2 separate regions of the Mus musculus genome follow, and region 1 is linked to region 2. Evidence: chromatin contacts called from public promoter capture Hi-C data. All regions are on one chromosome and are shown on one strand. The core of a region is the stretch at or near the end of the contact, and the rest is flanking DNA. Distances in the headings are between cores, read along the strand shown. Region 1 holds the start of Nhlrc2 (NHL repeat containing 2). Region 2 holds the start of Afap1l2 (actin filament associated protein 1-like 2).

Region 1 (3,327 bases), core at 466-2,965, 460 kb after region 2:
GCGGCAGAACATCAGGCTATGTCAAAGACAAAGCCTGATTATTTTCTTATGAGTATGATTTCAGTCACAGTGGTCAAATATCATGGTAATATAGTAAACTTACTATAAATACAAATGAAACATTTCTCAAAATTCTAACTGATGGCCTACTGGCTTATAATAGTGTATTTACCACGTGCTTTATTACAAAGTTTTCAGAAGATATGTATACACTGCATATACGTGTTTGTCATTTTTAAGTTTCTCTGATGGGACCGACCTCCATGCAGCCAATTCTTTTGCAATTCCACGGTATTTCAAATCCAGTATAACGAGGGGAACGGTAAGCCCCTCTCAAGGCGAGTGCAAAAGGGTCCGAAATATCCAAGACTGTTGTGGGATGAAGGAGGAACAGATAGATCCTTCCGGAAGATACCTGAACCCTACCACAGGTAACAAATTAACTATGCATGTGGTTTCAGTGTCACACGCCAGGACACATGCCAACACGGCAGGCTAAACAATGACACTCCCAACCAAAGAAGGTAAGGGAGCGTTTTGTTTAAACTGTACTACCGGGAGTATCGTTTCCCTATGTCCCAACAGTTCCCACTACTAGGATTCAAACCTGAGTACTAAGCTAAAATTGATTCCAGATTTTAAAGATCAATAGGTTCACCACTTTGAACGTGGAAACGCGGTTGGACTAGAAAACCATCAGATGCTATGCCTGTAGAATGTAGTCCAACTCTAGTGGTTATTAGACGGGCAGGTTTCCTAGCCTTCCCTGTGCCTCAGTTTCCTTAACTGTAAAACAAGACTAGTAAGAGGGTCTCGGTGGGTTGTACCAGGTAAGTAGGAGCTCTCAAGTGCTTCAAACCGTCTGTGGCACATTAAAAAGTGATCAATATACACCCATGGAGCCTTGAGGCTACTGACGTCAGGTCACGCAGGATTCCAGACAGAGATGCAAACACTGGTCCCCGCCCAGCAGAACCCCCTCCGTGTGTCGCTGCTCCCCTGGAGCACCTCGGGGGCTGTGGGAGGACCGCAGGGCACCGATCTGCTGGCGGGAGGGAGCCACCGAGGAAGGGGAGGACCCGGGAGCGGCCCCCACCCCGACGCCAGCCCCTCACCTTCCGGAAACTCGGGCACCGCTAGGTCCTGCTCCCAGCCGTCCACCTTCTGCAGATACTGGTAGACCAACTCATCCTTCTCTTGCTGGGTGACGGCGTCCAGCAGGGCGTACTCGAGCGAGGTCTGCGCGGGCAGCAGGCCCGAGAGGCTCGCGCCGCGCGCTCCGGGAGCCGCCATGTTGCGCGAGCTCCCGAGGGCTCCGGGGCCGAGGGCGCGGGTCGGACCAGCGTGCGCCGCCCTCTTGACTCAGAGCGGGGCCTGGCCAGCCCGGCCCTGCGCCACACACGCTTCCGCCTCCAATAAGCCTTCCTCCGGACGCCAAAGTCCAAAGGGCCGTGCTTCCCTGGCGCGTAATTAAACTCCAGAGTTGCCCACCCCGCCCCTTCCAGGTTCCGGGCCGCCGCGAAGCCTGGACGTTCAGAGCGCCAGATTCGACACGGGGAAGGCTGCTAGGGTCGCGCTCCAGAGGAGCTGGGAACCCATTGCCTTTGAAGCCCGGCAGGGAATTCCAAGACAAATAAAATTCAAATAACCATGTACACGTTTAAAAGAGCCGACTTAAGAAAAGCCTGCCCATTTGTGTGTCCCACTCTTAAACTGAGATCAGCCGATTCGGCACGGCAGTGACAGTGGGACAGCGTTCCCGCCAAGAAAGACTCGAAAGGTAAAGAAGGTAAAGCAACCCTCGGAGGAGACTCTTTTTTTTTTTTTTTTTTTTTTTTTTTTTTTTTTTAATGTAGGCAGTGAGGCCGGTGGTTTTGTGTTGACAACAACAAAAGTGTCCTGTGACTCTGGGTGTGCTGAAAGTGCGGGCGCGAATGGAATGTCCCGCGAGCTGGCGCAGAGAGGAGGCAGCTGCAGCGGGGTCCCCCTGCTGCCAGGCCAGGTGTGCCCACGAGGGACTACCGGGAGGAACGGGGCGAGCTGCACAAGGGCTCATTGGGATGTTGGCATTATTTAACCTGGGAATAATGTAGGGCTCCTTCATTGATCTTCCCCCCACCCCAGATCCAAAGGCAAAGAGCGGGAGCCTGTAGGAATTTTCTGGTACCTGACCTCTCTGGAGGTCTGCAGAAGTGGCTGATTGATTTCAGGGCAGACAGCCCCTATGGTGTGGAGTACAGTCTCACATGTTTGAACTTTGTTCACTGTGCAGGGTTTGATCCTAGGATGGAGGAAGAAATGGACTGACCCAGGAAGCTGAAACTGGTTGGACCCATGAGTCACGAATAAGGGCAGCTGTCGGTTGTAACCAACACCTCTTTGATTATGGTCTAGTCTATGGACTAGTCTCACACTAAGTAGACTAGGGACTGTGACTGGACTTGTAAATGGACACTTGTCCACATGAACGAGAGCCAGAATAGCTTTCTAACCATTATATGGAGACTGTTTTCAGTTAAAGTCATTGAGCCTGGTACTTACCGTCAGTGCTTGACATTCAAGACATTCTTGATTCTTATTTTTATAAATCAAGTTCTGAGAAGTTAAAAAAAAACCTGAATGAAATAGTGTCACAATGTAAAGAAAACCGTATAGATGTTACCCTGTAGTGAGTTCTCTTAATTTTATTATGGTATAAAATGGAACAGCAGGTGTTCACAGGTACTAAGTGGGTTGTGTGCCAATATCACCAAAGCTTTCAGTTCCAACCAAGTTAGTTGGCTTTTGGCTACTTTTTTTTTCCTATTAAAAACTTGTTACAAGAAATGGACTCTGAATTCACCAAAGACTGGTGCTGTACTCACAAAAATCATTTGGCCATGTTAGAAGACACGTTTTGGGAAGAAGAAATCTGGGAATATAAATCTAAAAGAAAGCCCAAACCCGTACATCCAAATAATTGTTCTGAAAATATTTCAGAATCTGTTGAAAAATCAACAGATGGAAAACACCAGTCAAAAGGAAATGAAAAAAGGACTTCAGAAAATCCAGGCAAGACGAAGGACCACAAAGTGTGCCTTGCAGAAACAGACAGTCAGATTTCTGCAGGTTCCAGTCAGAGTTCGAGCTGTAGAGATGAGAGTCAGCAGTCTCAAAACAAAGAGACAACACCGAAAAAGCAACATAGAACTCGCAGAGGGAAGCAAGTGACCCCGAAGGTGCGCCCTGTTTATGATGGATACTGCCCAAGCTGCCAGATGCCCTTCTCCTCATTGCTGGGTCAGACGCCCCAGTGGCATGTGTTTGAGTGTTTGGATTCTCCACCTA
Region 2 (3,082 bases), core at 351-2,850:
GAGTCAGGAAACCTGGGCTCTGCCTGGTTTGTGTCCTGACTCTGTAAAATTACACAAGTCTCACTTCTTTGTGTGCTCGTTTGTAGAGTGGAGACCCTTTAACCCTAGGGGTGTCAGCCAGGGCCAAGCTTTCTTCAGCCTTCAGTGTGAAGGTTAGCTCGGAAGCCCTGCTGAGTGGGGCCTGACCTGCTCACTCAGCTTCAGCAGGCAGGGCAGGAGTCTGGCCAAAAGTGACCAGTGACCACAGACTTGAGGCTTCTTTTCCAATACTGAGCATTTCAAAGAAAACCCAGGGCTCCACTGAGAGTAGTCTGGAACCACCACAGAACGGAGGGTGTGTGCCCTGCTGGGCCATTTGCAAGAGGAAGAAAGGGGTAGGAATGAGAACACTAAGGCAGAAACACAGCTGCTCGACTGTTTGAGGGCTACTGTACAGGAGGCCAGCGGAATACCTCTTCCTACCCTGATTCTCTTGGGAGATGCCCATTCTTGCTGCCAACTGTGTGTGTGTGTGTGTGTGTGTGTGTGTGTGTGTGTGTGTGTGTGTACTTGCATGTGTGTTCATGTGCATGTGGCATGTGGAGGTCTCTGACCTACACACATAAGACTTGGAAGTAGGCATCCCTAGGGCTCCTCCCATGTGACTTTGTCCACCCCCTTCCCCCTAAACTTGTTTATACTACAGGAGACAGACAGCGACCTGCTACCTCAGGGTGAATGGGCAAACTGAAAGGCTGGGGTTTTGCAGCCCTGAGCGAGGCTCCTGGCTGGCTAGGAGGGCTCTGTTCACGTGAGCTGCTGCTCTAACTAGGAAAAGTGTTTGTGCAGATCGCTGGGCGGAAGATCTGCAGAGATCAAAGCTGACTCTGCTGCTCCAAGGAAGCATGAAGGGGGCTCTCGGAAAACAACAAACCTTCCCTAAGTGTATATTCCGGGCCTTTGTCGAGAGTCCAAGCATGGTTTAAAAAGTGAAATCCGAAAGTTTAAAAGAAAACGTAGCCGGGCGTGGCGGCGCACGCCTTTAATCGCAGCACTTGGGAGGCAGAGGCAGGCGGATTTCTGAGTTCGAGGCCAGCCTGGTCTACAAAGTGAGTTCCAGGACAACCAGGGCTATACAGAGAAACCCTGTCTCGAAAAACCAAAAACAAACAAACAAAACAAACAAAAACCCCATAATCTTTGGAGAGGATTTAGGAATTTGGAAGGATTGGAGGGAATCAAAAGAAAAGGATTAAATGTGTTCCGAGGTGAAAATAACCTCGGACAGGTGCCATCTTTTCTTGAAGACCAGGCTTGCTGAGGAGGCTCCAGACACTGTAATCCTCCTCAGGAAAGCCTAGGCTAAGACGCCCATAAAATCTGGGCTCAGGCAGCAGGCTACAAGGAGGTCATTTCCTGTGCTCTAAAGTGTGCACGATGTACAGGTGCCAGGCAAGGTGGACTGAAAGCCGGCCCCCAGCGGCTTCTAAATTCAAGGAGCTAATCCAGGAGGGCCCAGGATGTGGGCGCACTGGCTTGATGGATCAAGCAGGAGGCGCTCTAGGTCCGTCTCCACCTCCCCGCTGGCCCTCAGTCTCCTCCTCCCGGCATTGGGTTCGCAGTCTCAACACTGGAGAAAACAGATCTTGGTGGAGACCTACGGGAGCTCGCTGTTCCCGGAGTCTTCCCCGGGCTTTGAGGACGTCCCAGGCTCTTTCTTTCGCGCCGCCGCCCTCGGGCCAACTTGGAGGAAGTGATCTGCGTTCGGGACGGGGAGCCCAGTGCGGGGTGCGTGAGGACCAGAGCGCTGATTGTCCTGACCGGCTGTGGAGATCCCTGGCGGGGTCCAGGGCGGCTCGGGTGGAGTCAGGATCGGAGGGCTAGGGGCGCGGCGGCCACTCCGGGAGGTCGGGCGGCGAGCGTGACTTCACTGGGAGGGGCCAGCGCTCAGCGGGGGCGCGGAGCCCAGCGCGGAGTCCAGCGCGGAGAACTCAGCGCGGAGCCGATAGCAGCGCACACCGTGCCCGGGATGGAGCGCTACAAAGGTGAGGGCGCAGGGCGCACCTACTTGCTCCGGGTATCCCGGACTCAGGTGTCCAGAACGGACAGTCTACGCCCAAGGGACCGCAGCCCTAGAGAGGGCGACCGAGGAGTCACGAACAGGGCGGTGGGCTTCTGGGCGTAGAATGCCGTCCGTGCTATTTGATACTCCTGGGCCCCTGGGGCAGAGGTCTCTGCTTGGAGGTCAAAGTGAGGCTTCTCACCTGTTGGAGAACCGAGGGTGTGTCCTGAGCCATCCCGTCACCCCCAGTTTCAGTTTGCCTTGGGGAAAAGATGTCTACAGTCGAGGGGGGCCCTAGTAAGGTCTCAACAGTAAGGGGCTGCTGGGGGCAAAGGGGCGAGTTGTAGGGCTCTTTCTATGGATGCTGCCTTGTTGAGGGGCTTCTTGCAGATTCCCGGAAAAGTCTTGTCCGGTAGCAGAAAAAACTCCTAATGTGGTGGGGTGGCGTGCTATTCTGTTCTTGACAAGGTCCGTCTCTCTACCACTTTGTAACCTGCCTCGCCATGCCCTTTGCGGATCCTGCACCCCAAAGCTGCGTGGGGGGGGTGTGAGTTAGGAGCCCAGTGGACTGCCCAGCAGGTGGAGCGCCCGTAGGCGTCCTGGCAGCTGAGCGAGCTTGGATTTGGCTCTGGCCAGGGATCTTGGCCAAACCATGGTGGGAGGGCCGGTCCGGATATGCCCGAAGGGTTTTGGAGCCCCAGGGCTGGAATCCAGAAACCTCAGATAGTAGGTCCTTTGAAAAGGGGGTTCAAGGTGCTGCCCCTGAGGCAGATGCGTCGGTGCGCCCCTACATGCCTCCCTCTGGGAAAAGGGTCTTGTACTCGCTCTTTTTAGGGGTTGTCTAAGTTAAGCCTGCAAGGGGAAATTCTGCCTCTGCACTTATTTTCCCATGGGAGGGTAATAAGGCAAACGCTCAGGTTGCCAAGGAATCTCGATCTCCCTCTATGGTTTCTTATTTATGGAACTCACATAAGGGAACTGTGCGGGCAGGCTTTAGTTTCCTAACGTAGTCTTTTTAGTGACTCACCTGTGAATGCAGGG

The links. Promoter capture Hi-C pulls out the DNA fragments that hold promoters and counts their contacts.
Region 1: a contact with region 2 is called in a promoter capture Hi-C map of embryonic stem cells. The contact joins the promoter of Nhlrc2 here to the promoter of Afap1l2 in region 2. A contact is called at or near these places in 6 of 39 promoter capture datasets (the 3T3-L1 cell line, cranial neural crest, embryonic stem cells and 2 more), 1 of 15 datasets of contacts at CTCF or cohesin (the NIH/3T3 cell line), 1 of 484 Hi-C or Micro-C datasets (the HL-1 cell line) and 6 of 115 datasets of contacts at active chromatin or transcription factors (double positive thymocytes, embryonic limb bud, embryonic stem cells and 3 more).

The regions. Positions count from the first base shown.
Region 1 is chr19:56,546,649-56,549,975 of GRCm38.p6, reverse strand. Nhlrc2 (NHL repeat containing 2) reads right to left here and starts at 1,715. Exons shown (of 11, transcript NM_025811.3): 1 at 1,116-1,715. The coding sequence starts at 1,293. Dclre1a (DNA cross-link repair 1A) reads left to right here and starts at 1,854. Exons shown (of 10, transcript NM_001360437.1): 1 at 1,854-2,002; 2 at 2,273-3,327. The coding sequence starts at 2,826.
Region 2 is chr19:57,007,093-57,010,174 of GRCm38.p6, reverse strand. It overlaps Afap1l2 (actin filament associated protein 1-like 2), which reads left to right and starts at 1,600. Exons shown (of 19, transcript NM_001177797.1): 1 at 1,600-2,024. The coding sequence starts at 2,009.